3 separate regions of the Mus musculus genome follow, and regions 1 and 2 are each linked to region 3. The links are chromatin contacts, called in public promoter capture Hi-C maps. All regions are on one chromosome and are shown on one strand. Each heading gives the region's core, a stretch centred on a gene start, on an enhancer-like site or on the middle of the called end of the contact. The rest is flanking DNA. Distances are from core to core; before and after follow the strand shown.

Evidence for each region. Promoter capture Hi-C pulls out the DNA fragments that hold promoters and counts their contacts.
Region 1: a contact with region 3 is called in a promoter capture Hi-C map of pre-B cells. The contact joins the promoter of Dph6 here to the promoter of Lin7c in region 3. A contact is called at or near these places in 1 of 39 promoter capture datasets (pre-B cells) and 1 of 484 Hi-C or Micro-C datasets (CD4 T cells).
Region 2: a promoter capture Hi-C map of pre-B cells shows a contact between it and region 3, with 5 times the contacts expected there. The contact joins the promoter of Aqr here to the promoter of Lin7c in region 3.

What each region holds. Positions count from the first base shown.
Region 1 is chr2:114,653,686-114,657,441 of GRCm38.p6, forward strand. It overlaps Dph6 (diphthamine biosynthesis 6), which reads right to left and starts at 1,279. Exons shown (of 9, transcript NM_025675.5): 1 at 1,146-1,279. The coding sequence starts at 1,168.
Region 2 is chr2:114,173,352-114,177,303 of GRCm38.p6, forward strand. Aqr (aquarius) reads right to left here and starts at 1,988. Exons shown (of 35, transcript NM_009702.3): 1 at 1,741-1,988. The coding sequence starts at 1,815.
Region 3 is chr2:109,889,214-109,892,785 of GRCm38.p6, forward strand. Lin7c (lin-7 homolog C (C. elegans)) reads left to right here and starts at 1,665. Exons shown (of 5, transcript NM_011699.3): 1 at 1,665-1,708. The coding sequence starts at 1,672.

The DNA of each region.
Region 1 (3,756 bases), core at 29-2,528, 4.8 Mb after region 3:
GTTTTGAGGAACACACTCCACTGAGACTTTCTTCTCTCCAGTTTCACATGTTTTACTACCCTGCTGAGCTTCGGTAAACTAAGTTCCATGGCTGCCTTCCTGGCTCACATTTAATTTTTATCTCTCTTCACCAAATAATCGTGATGGTTAAAGTTTTATTCCCTTTATGTGTAAAATTTATTAAATTATGGTGGGTTTTCATTTCCTTAAAATGGCACAGAATCAACAGATCTGGCATTTTCCTGCCACTAGAGAAACTGGCTTACCTAGACTGTCACCCACTGTCAACTAGCATCAGTTACCTAGGGCATTAACAACAAATGTGTACGTGTGCTTCACTAGGCTAACAAAAAGAGACTGTAGCAATAAAGTGGAATTCACACTTTTTTGAGGTCTAAATCTCAAGAAACAATACACTTAAGGGTCTTAAACTAATATTGCTATGCCCCTTATCACTGCCAGGCACTGAAACAGATCAAGGATAGCTCTGCTTATCAGCTATAGTATCTGGGCTTTTAAGTAAGTTACTAGATTTCAAACTACTTTTGGAATATGACTTGGGTTGCCCAGGGTCAGTAAGGCAAATTTGTATCCAACGCACTCCAGAGCATCTAGAAAAACCTAGCTTATTTTCAACTCAACCAGGAGGAAATACATCTGTCAGTAGCTTGAGTTCCAACGGAGGTGTCTGACAACATAGGAGCAAAGCAATCTCAAACCATCTAGGGGATCCTACAGCTCTCCCGGCAAGCCAGAGATGTGAGAAGAGAGTGAGGTTGCAATCCTCCTTCCTGGAAAGGATCAAGACTGAGGAGAATTATAGAGGACAAAAACTGCTAACAAGTAAGTGAAGTTAACAGCGGCTCTCAAAGTTCAGAGCAAATAAAAGTCCAACAGGCGTGGTGACCATGCGCCCACGGAGGAGGAGGAGGACCCAGGAATTAGTGCTGTTTAGCTTTGCCAAGCTGCCAGAGAGGAGGCGCGTGGGGCCAGGGAGCCCGAGCAGATCGCCCCGCCTCTTCCGGTGGCCGTGGCGCCGGCCGGCCCACGCGGCGCCCCAAGAAGTGGCTCCGGATGTTTCTACAGTGGCCGCGTCAGGATATAGCCTTGCCCAAGAGTAAAGCGATGGCCCCAGTCCTCATTACCTGATCAGGGCCGCGACCCTCATTCTGGGCGCAGTGTGCGTGCGTACGTGCGTGCGTGCGGTAACCACAGACGCCAGGCCCGGGATCCCGCGGCGACTGGACCTACACGCGCGGTCCTCGACCTGGTGTCTGCTGCGCTGCCTGCCCTCGACCATGCCTACTGCCCCTTCAGCACCTTGCTGAACACCCGGGTGTAGAGGCTAGGTAGTCTCAGCATCTGTTCCCTGATACATGGATATATGGCTCAGAATTTACAAAAAGAAAAAAGTTTAGGCACAGCCTAACCACCTAAGTAAGGGCAGTGAAGCTGCCAAGGGAAGGGCATGGTCCTTGGTAAACCGCTTGAGGGTGCTGGGATTGTCTGGGTAGTAAATTCAAAGTCACAAGTTCTAAGATTTGAAACACTACCTTGGAAAGGGGATTTAGTCTCTCTCCTCTCTTCGTCAACTACAAGAAAGAAATCTTTTCGCCCTTCCTACCCCCCCTCCAAAAAAAAAAACCCACTAACCCCTGATCACTTTTAACTTCGAGGTTTGCATCTCTGCCCATTGAACCAGTGAGGCTACATGACCTCCGCCTCCTATACTGTGTTTTTGCATTTTCCCAATACAGAAACTGAAAAACTTGCACTCCAGAAAGCAAAACGAAAATCTAATTTAAAATACGTTTGCCAGTACTTAGTTATTTGAATGTACTAAGCACTCTTTGGAGCTCCTGGGATCAACTGGTGTACGATATAGACCACCATGCCTACCTACATCCATGAACAAGGAGTTTGTGTAGAGGTGTAGGAAGAAGAGAATTTAAAAAGAGAATTGTATGTTAAAGTGAAAAATACTGTACCAAAAGAGAGAGAAAGAGAGAGACAGAAAAAAAATGCAGAAATAGAGGGTACACGTGGCATTATTGGTGAGTTAAACTAACTTAAACATATACATCTTTGAATATTATTCATATGTAAAGAATGTATATATATATATATATATATATATATATATATATATTTTTTTTTTTTTTTTTTTTTGAGACAGGTTTTCTATGTGTAGCCCTGGCTGTCCTGGAACTCACTCTGTAGACCAGGCTGGCCTAGAACTCAGAAATCCACTTGCCTCTGCCTCCTGAGTGCTGGGATTAAAGGTGTGCGCCACCACTGCCTATGTATATACACATTATATACATGTAATACATATATATATATATATATATATATATATATATATGTGTGTGTGTGTGTGTGTATATGTGTGTGTGTGTGTATATATATATATATATATATATATATATGTATATATATACATATATATATCTCCAGTGAATGCCCAAACTCCCAAAATCCGTCTTCCCAATGTATCCATGTTGAATAAATCTCCCTTTCTGATTTCTACTTTCACCTGGCTTTTTTTTTTCCAGCCTGCTGGTTCTGGCCATATTTATTTCATACATGTGGGATACACTGTCACTGCCTTTAGACACAGCCTTAGACAGCATTGGATGCCCACTACAGATGGTTGTGAGCCACCATGTGGTTGCTGGGAATTGAACTCAGGACCTCTGGAAGAGCAGTCAGTGCTCTTTACCGCTAAGCCATCTCTCCAGCCCTTCACCTGGCTTTTAAAATTGTATTTTAATTAAAGACTGCTGGCAGGACATGAATTGGGCACAGGTTTTGAACTGAAGGTTTGATGACAAAAGAACAGGTAACTGGAGAAGAGTAACCAGAATGCATGATGGAAGATGAAGTCTGGGTGGTGGAGAGAGAAGATCATCCAAGGTGGTGTAGGCCATCTCAGACTTTATAGCACAGGTATGGTTGAAGGTTTTATAAGGACAACAGGTTCTTATAACACTGCAATGTTGAAAACATCTATTAGGGAAGAAATCTATTTTAATGTTCCAGGAGAGATGATGTGATGTGATCTAAAAACAAGATGATGGATTTGGCAAAACATGAAAAGAATTAGTATTTTTAAAACAGTCAATATAGTTGAATAGACAGATATGGGTTACTAAAGAAAGCCATGAGAAATGAGAACAATATCATGAACTAAAGGTAGGATGTGTGAGACACCTCACATTGTGTGGGATACACATTAGCAATCCGTCTTGCCATACTACAAGTGCTTTCAATGGCTCCAAATAGTTGGTATGCGTCATCATGGCATTGATAATTTGCTATGAGTATCAGTATTATAATCGTGTGTGCAAAAAATAATCTGTGATTATAATTATTTACCAAATCAATTAAGTATTTGAGATGTTGGTGTCTGGTTAGAGATAAAGCATTCAAATTATACATTATGAATCATATGCTTTTCAGCCTATGAAATTTTGAAAGTAACAATTTATGTAATACATATGACAAGATCATTGGGAGTTGAGTCCATTGAACTGATGGGTAGTTAGAGTAGTATAGGACTTGAAAGATAAGGACAGGAGAAACAGATACATCTTCAAACAAAGATATGAGAGGTTAGCCTTACTGGTGGAGAGGTTATGTTGGTCAGAGAGGAAGACAAATTGGACAGTCAGGGTGATGCCCAGTTATCTAGAATCAGGAAATGCCACTCGAAGTAATAGCAATGACAGGAAAGTTAGTCTAGCTGTTTATCAT
Region 2 (3,952 bases), core at 738-3,237, 4.3 Mb after region 3:
TGGCTCAGCAGTTAAGTGTACTTGGTCTTCCAGAGGGCCTGATTGTATTCTCAGTACTATCCTGAGTGACTTACAACTCTCTCCAACTGCAGTTCTAGGGAACTGACAGCCTCTTCTGTCCTCCACAGATAACTGCACTCACCAGCACATACCACCCCACCCCAAACACATAATTAAAAATTAAAATTGAAAAACAAAATAGTTCTTACTGATTTTTAAAAACAAAACAAAATCTCTTTTTAAAAAACCAGAAACTCTAGGGAGCACATTTTTTAATAGGTAACTGCACTGTCTGGTAGACTTCAATGCTTGGTGTATCACTAGACAGACACACAGACAGAAAGATGAACGGACAAATGAAACCACGTCTGAAGTGTTCTTCTTCCAAGAAGCTTCTGCAACACTAACGGACAACTAACGCTTCCATCTTTCAGGTTGTAAACAGTTTCAATATATTCTTCTATTTCTGTATTATAAACATTTCACTGATTATTCATCCTCATTGAAGTGAAACAGAGAAGATGGTACCTGTGTGTTCTTTTCATTTACAGCTCAATATCTTACAATCAGCAGACTTTATAAGAGACCTTCTACAATGTGAAAACTTTCTTGTGAACCCTATGCTGGCCTCAAAACAGACAAGGCTAGCCTTGAACTCCATTCCCCACTGTCTTCACATCTCACATGCTGGGAATGAAAGACAGGCACCATCTCTCCTCCGCACTTTCCCTCTCGGTTCATGTGTTCCTGTCATTCTAGCTCTTTCTTTACATTCAAACTTTAAGGTATCAGCACTTGCCTGGACTGTTTTTGTGTTCTTTCTCAAACTGTGTACTTATCTGCATTTAGCTTTAATGCGGTTAAGAAGTCGGGATAGCCTCTCTAATATTGTATAAAAGGATGAAAATAAAGAAAACCAAGTTAACAGGATCCACTTTTTAGTTACCATGGCATATTCAAGTAACCGCAGCTATAGCCATAAAAGCATAAAATTAGGGGGGAAAGGAGGGAGAGACAGACAGACAGGTACAGAGAGAAAGGAAGGGAGGAAAGAAGAAAGGAAGGGCACTTTGGGTAAAAGCATAGGCCAGATCACAGCACTTTCAAAGATTCCAGTCATTATCCCAGGGACAATCAGAATTGTTTACGGGACACTGTAGGAAGACAAGTAATGTGAGCAGGTTTGCACCAGTGAGCACTCTGGAGCAATCTGAAGAACAGGCTGCAGGAGGGCAAGAGGAAATATGACAGATCAACAAGTCTTAGTGGGGAAGGCATCTTTGGGCGAGAGAGGTCCAGAAATACAGACAAACACTGTGTAGACATGCTGGGGCTAAGCGAATGGAAACAGTTTCTAGGCTTCTGCCCTGACAAATCTGCGGAGCCAGAAGAGGCGCGGGAGGGCTTAAATTTTCCCGCACTTACACTCTCAATAATTTCCTAAGAATTAACAAGGATGTGAAAGGCTACAGGCCCGGAATTGGCTCTGTTGTCTCCTAAATGAAAGGTTATAATGACAATTAACTGCCATAGAGCGATCTACTTGTAGACAGAGTCTTGTCAGAGTAATACAATTCAGAAGCACGCTTTGTGGTCTAACGAGGAGCGGCCTCTTTCACTGCAGCTTTTCCAATGTTTAACTAGCAACTTGCACGTACACAAGATATCAAAATCAATCCCAATCCCGGGCTTTAGGTCCTCGGCATCCCTCCTTACACAAGCGGGCACGCCGGGGCTCACCTGAGTGACGAACTCCGCGTTGATCTGGGACACCGTGGGGGCCACGATTTTCTTGGGCTGCGCAGGAGCCGCCATCGCAGCGATCGCCACTGAAGCTGACCAGAGGCTCGTAGCGGCGACTCTCGAAAGCTTTCAAGCAGCGGCGGCGACCCAGCCCCGAGGTGCCAGAGCGCCCGGCACAGACACGCTGGGCTCCCACGGTTCCTCCCGGAACCTGAGAAGTCCCGGCGTTCCCCGGAAGCAGAACTAGTGGGCCCGGAAGTCAAGGCAAGAGTTAAGCTTGAGCTAGAAAGTAGGCTGCCTTTACCTGTCTCTTTATTGCCCCCTAGTGGAAGGAAGAAAGATAACATACAGCGTGTAGGATTGGGTCATAGGGAGAGAGGGGGCTGAAAGATGTGTTGAATGTGATTAATAAAGGTGGGAGTTGAAAGAATAGGATGTCGACTTTATTTGAACGCTAAAGAAAAATATAGTAAAAAGCAAAACCCATACTCTTAGAATTTGAGGCACCGTGTGACTTCAAAAACTGCCTGGAAGTACTGATTGCCATACAATAAACATAAACCAAGTGTAAAACTTAATACACTTTGAAATAGTTGTCTATCTATTATTGTATCACCAGAATCATGGCAATGAGATTACCCAAAGCCATTAAAAGTTACTATGTGTCCTTCTGCCTTCAACCTATCACCCCTTTTTCTCACACAGTCTTCTACTATCATGGATCCTCTGGGTCACTGTTAACTACAGAATTTTATATAAACTTTATGCAAATTTGCAGAGGAATAAAAGAGAGATTGATCAGCGGTTAAGAGCACCAGGTGCTCTTCCAGATGACCTGGGTTCAATTCCCAGAAGCCACATGGCAGCTCTCAATTGTTTGTAACTCCAGGTCCAGAGGCTCTGACACCCTCACACAGACATACATGCACGCAAAACACCAATTCACATGAAATAAAAGTAAAAATAAAATTTAAAAAGAAACTATTTTACATACATTTTAGAATATGTTCTTTTTTGGTCACTCAAAATTATTTTGAGATGCATCTGTGTTGTTCATATCAGTCACTGATTCAGTTGTATTGCTAAATAATAGCCAACTTTTCAGACATACTACAATCCATAAATTTAGTAATATGTTGATATGCGTTTAGATTGTTTCTAGTTGCTGACTACTACAAGAAAGTCCTCTACAGGCGATTCTAAGTCATTATGTAGACATACATTTCCTCTGAAGCAACACATTCAATGGTGTATGTTTGCCATTTTAAGAAATGTCTGTCTTTCCAAAGCAGTTGTGCCTTGCTAACATTTGAGACTTGTGTTGTCTTCTTTCCCTTACCGACTTTTAATATGGATAGTTTTTAAAGTTGTTTTAGGCATACTACGTATGTGGTACATCACAGTATAGGTGTAATTCATGTTCCTCCAATGGTCCATGATGCTGAACTCACAACTTCTTGTGAGTTTTATGCTTTTATCCTCACTAGGGAAATAACTGTTTAAAACTTTAGCCTGGTTCTTATTTGGTCACTTATTTTATAATTCTTGGGTTAGCACACCCATCCCATTTACAAACTCATACATAGGTTGAACAGTTATCTCTAGTAAGTCCTCTCTAGAGGAATATAGGCAGTAGACTGGTACACCATTCTCTCTCTCTTAATTTGTGATATATACCCATCTGCCCAAAATGAGGACTGTGAAAGAAAATAGCTGTAGGTCTGGCCATCAAGTATATACATGTTGTAGCTTTCGTCCCTCCATCTTTTATGGTTTGTAGACATATAGATAAAAATTTGCTCGATTACAATTTTAAATGTAAAGCATTCTGAATATATAACTACCACTGACATGTTATTGCCAACTATGGCATCTATAAAACAGTAGGGCAGGCTTTCAAATGACTTTGATGATGACTCTTAAGATGCTGAAATCGTTATTTTTATACTTCACCATAACTACCCATCAGGCCTTGAATGCAGGTCATGGTGGAAGGACATTAGGAATTAGGAATGAGACTTGAGTTCCCGAGTCCTTAAATCTTCAGGGAAGACCTTGTAAAGACAGTGTGGAAACAGCGGTTGGGGATTATTTTGGGATGATACCTTTTGAGTGGTGTATCAGAGAGGTTGGAGTAGGTAACATGGAGGTGGGGATTTCTGCTGGAAGTAACAAAATCAAAGGGTGGAAAGAGCCAAGGGTGAGCTCC
Region 3 (3,572 bases), core at 415-2,914:
ACCTGTAAGCCAGCCCCAATTAAATGTTGTCTTTGTAAGACTTGCCTTGGTCACGGTGTCTGTTTACAGCAGTAAAACCCTAACTAAGATGCTGAGTAGCACAAGTCAGGAACACCAGAGACTTCCAGAAAACTGCTAGAAAGCCAGGCAGAGACAAGGAAGGGTTCCTGTAGATTAGAAATGAACATAGTACCTTTATTCCTGACTTGTAGCTCTCAGATTTGTGAGGCAATTATCTGTGGTTTTAAAACATTCCGCTTGTTATACTTCACTATGGAAGCTCTAGAAAACAAGGAGGGAATTCTAGTTTGAGAATTATTCAATTTTCTGTAACAGTTTTATAGCTTGCAGAGTCCTTCCAGCTGTGTTAAGGAAAGAAAGTGCATCCTGTTTCAATTTCTAGTCCTTAGAAGGTGACCTTTTATTCTCTGGAAACTTTTATGGTCTTCTGCGTAAGCCTGGAATTCTGGGATTTTTTGTGTGTTTATCATCAAAGACATGGAAAAAGACTACTCCAAAGGAGCAGAAGATAGAGATAAAGCTCAGATTTGTGTAGCTTGTACAAGTCTGCAGATTCGAGTCTCTGGAAAAGTAAGTAATGTGTAACCCCAGCTCATAAGAATAGCTCCTGTCAGCCAAGAAAACCTGTGTCATTTGTATGGAGCATGAGGAAGCTTGAAGGCTACTGCCCAGTGGTGGGATTCAACTACCTAATAACAACATGTAGAAAACTGCAGTTCAACGGAAAGAATGGGTCACCTGCAACCAGCTATTAAAACAATCCTGTCGTGCAGGTGTTACAAACTTAACACTGGACTATGATCTTTGCTACCCAAATCCAAGTTTCACAAAAATTATTTCATTGAAATTAGTGACTAAAAATATTTGGGTCCACCAAGTCTTCAAGAGTGGCCCTATGAGGATCTGGAGATGACAGACAGTGCTGTTAGGAGTACTGGCTCCTTTTCCAGGGGTCCTGGGGTTAGATTCCCAACACCCACAGGGCAGGTCTCAACCATCTGTAACTCCAGTTCCAGGGGAATAGATGCCCTCTTGTGGCCTCAGGTTTGTAAATGGTGCAGATATACATAAGGGCAAAACACCCATTAATATAAAAATTCTTACAAATTACAAAATGTACCCATAAAACAAAATCTATGCTTCATCCTTCATTCACAAGCAGATTTTGAATCGGCTAACTAAAAACAATACTTCGTGTATACCAAAGCGTTCTCTCCCGGTTGTTTTTTTTCCCACCTTTCTGCTCAAAGAGAGTTTTAGATAAAATTCGAATTGTAAATTTTTTAAATTAGATCAAGCTAGGATATTAAGAATTTATAAGAGGACTCGGACATGGGGAAACCAGCCTAGACGGTCAGAGGCTGCCGTCGGTCGGGTAAGGGCCGGAACTAAGGTCCTGACTTCCCCGAGGCAGGGGACACTCGGGACATCGGTTCTTTTCAACCTCAGGTTGTTGGAAGTGGACGAGCACAGACCCACGAAAGGAGGCCACCCGTCGGTCGCAAAGCGTCCCCGGCTACCGCTCTGCGTAGTTACCCGCATCCTTCTAGCTCTCGCGTTACTACCATCCTCGCCCTTCCGCTTTCTCGGCCTGGTCCACCGCGGCCCCTCTGTCGTCACTTCCTGTGGGTCTGCACCTCCGAAGAGAAGATGGCGGCGCTGGGCGAACCTGTCCGGCTGGAAAGGGGTGAGTGCGGCGGGGGTCGCGGCCGCGGTGGGTGGGGCGGGTCGAGACTACGAACCGCTCTGCCTGCGGGCCGGAGCGGAGGCAAGGTGACCCGGACGCTGAGCCCCGGAAGCCCTCGGCGGCCTCGGCGCCGGGCGCTGCTCGCGGGGGGCGCTGGCTGGCGTTTGAAAGCTCGCCAGAGCCGGCCGTTGAGGCTGGCGGCGGGCACAGCACGGCTCAGCGGCCTGCCCACGGCTGTAGGCACGGGCGCTCCCTGGGTCCGCACCGCAGCATCGGCTTTCAGCTTCATAGACCCTAAAAGCCGAGGCCACCACGCAGCCCGGCACTGTCTACGGTCAGTGTGCGCGAACAGATCAGTGTGGCCTCTTGGCCTGGTTCTGCCACTTGGCCGACACAGACACATTCCCGCAGAAACTCCCTCGCCCCCATTTAAAACTCAGACTCCTTCAGTACTGTGACCACAGCCTCCGGGCTTTGAGTTGCTCTTTCCTAACTTTCGCACCCCTCCAGCCACGGAGAGGATGCTTACAAAAACAAAAACAAAAAACAAACAAAAAAAAAACCCTCCAACTGACTTGATCTTGGGAAGGAGATTACATAACTAGGTGGAGTAGTGATTTGATTGTAAGTCACTTTTAAGTGCCATGCAATTCCATACTCATAAACCCTACACTTGGAAACCTGGTTGGTTGATTGCTTCTTAGAGCAAACAGCCAAGAAAAACCAACCCGATTGAAGAGAAGCCTGTGAAAAGACTCTCCCAGGGTCCAGTTGCAGCTTTCCAGTATTGTACTCTGTTCTGCCCCAACTTAAATTTCAGACAACTGGAACAAGCTTTGTACAATTCGGTAGTCATAGTAACCAGAAAGTACCAGTTAAGCATTTCGAGTGCTGTTGGCAAACATCGCCTGGGATGGAGTTTGACATTGCATATATTTAGTATTCACAATTATAATCTCAATATCGTCCAAGAAGGAAATCATTTTATAAAATTTGTGTATGTAATAGAACCTCTTTCCTCACACACTGTGCTGATTATGATTCGTTTTGCTTTTTATTGTAGTGACCATGGGAGCCTTTTGTTTCTTTTTAAATAAATGAACTTGTTTGTGACAGGGTAGCTTGGGAAAGAATAAGGTAGGCTTACAGCTGTGTCATTTTCCCCTCAAGTACTACGGTGTCAATGTGCTTTGAACACATTGTTACACAGGAACAAATCTGTTGGTGTTAACCAGAAGAGTTGCAAGTTTCAAACAAGATGGCGTTCTTTTGTATCTTTAAATGAAGCACAAAATGTGGACCTTTTCCCTCTGACATCTGCTTTTTGCTGTTAGGAAGTTTTTCAGTTAAACAGTAGAAAGCTCAAAATATTGGTAGGAATGAAGTCCTAGTTGGTTTTTGCCAGTTAGCAGGATAAGCAAGGCAGTTGGTGTCAAGTCCGATTCTGATCAAGAATTCTAACAGACCTAGCATATTCTCAAAAGTTCCACAGTACAATTCCACAGCAAAATACCAGTACATATGACCAAGTTCCTGTTTGCTTCAAAATCATCAAAGCACAATTCACTGGTGCACAAACTTAATGAGCATATATTTGGTATAGAGTGTTTAACTCATTTCTAAGTGTCTCCCTTCTCTCTACCCTCTCCTATCTCCTCTTTTCCTTCTTCCCACCATGTTGTATTGAGTTGAGAGCCTTGTACATATTAGGTGAGCACTCTGCCACTGAGCCGTTTTCCCAGCTGTATATGTAGGATTTTAATGTGGATAATGTATTGTGACTGTAAATCAACAACTGCTGAAACAACATTTACTAGCCATTCTGGTGGTGGGACATCAGAGCAAAGCTGGTCTGTTTGATTAA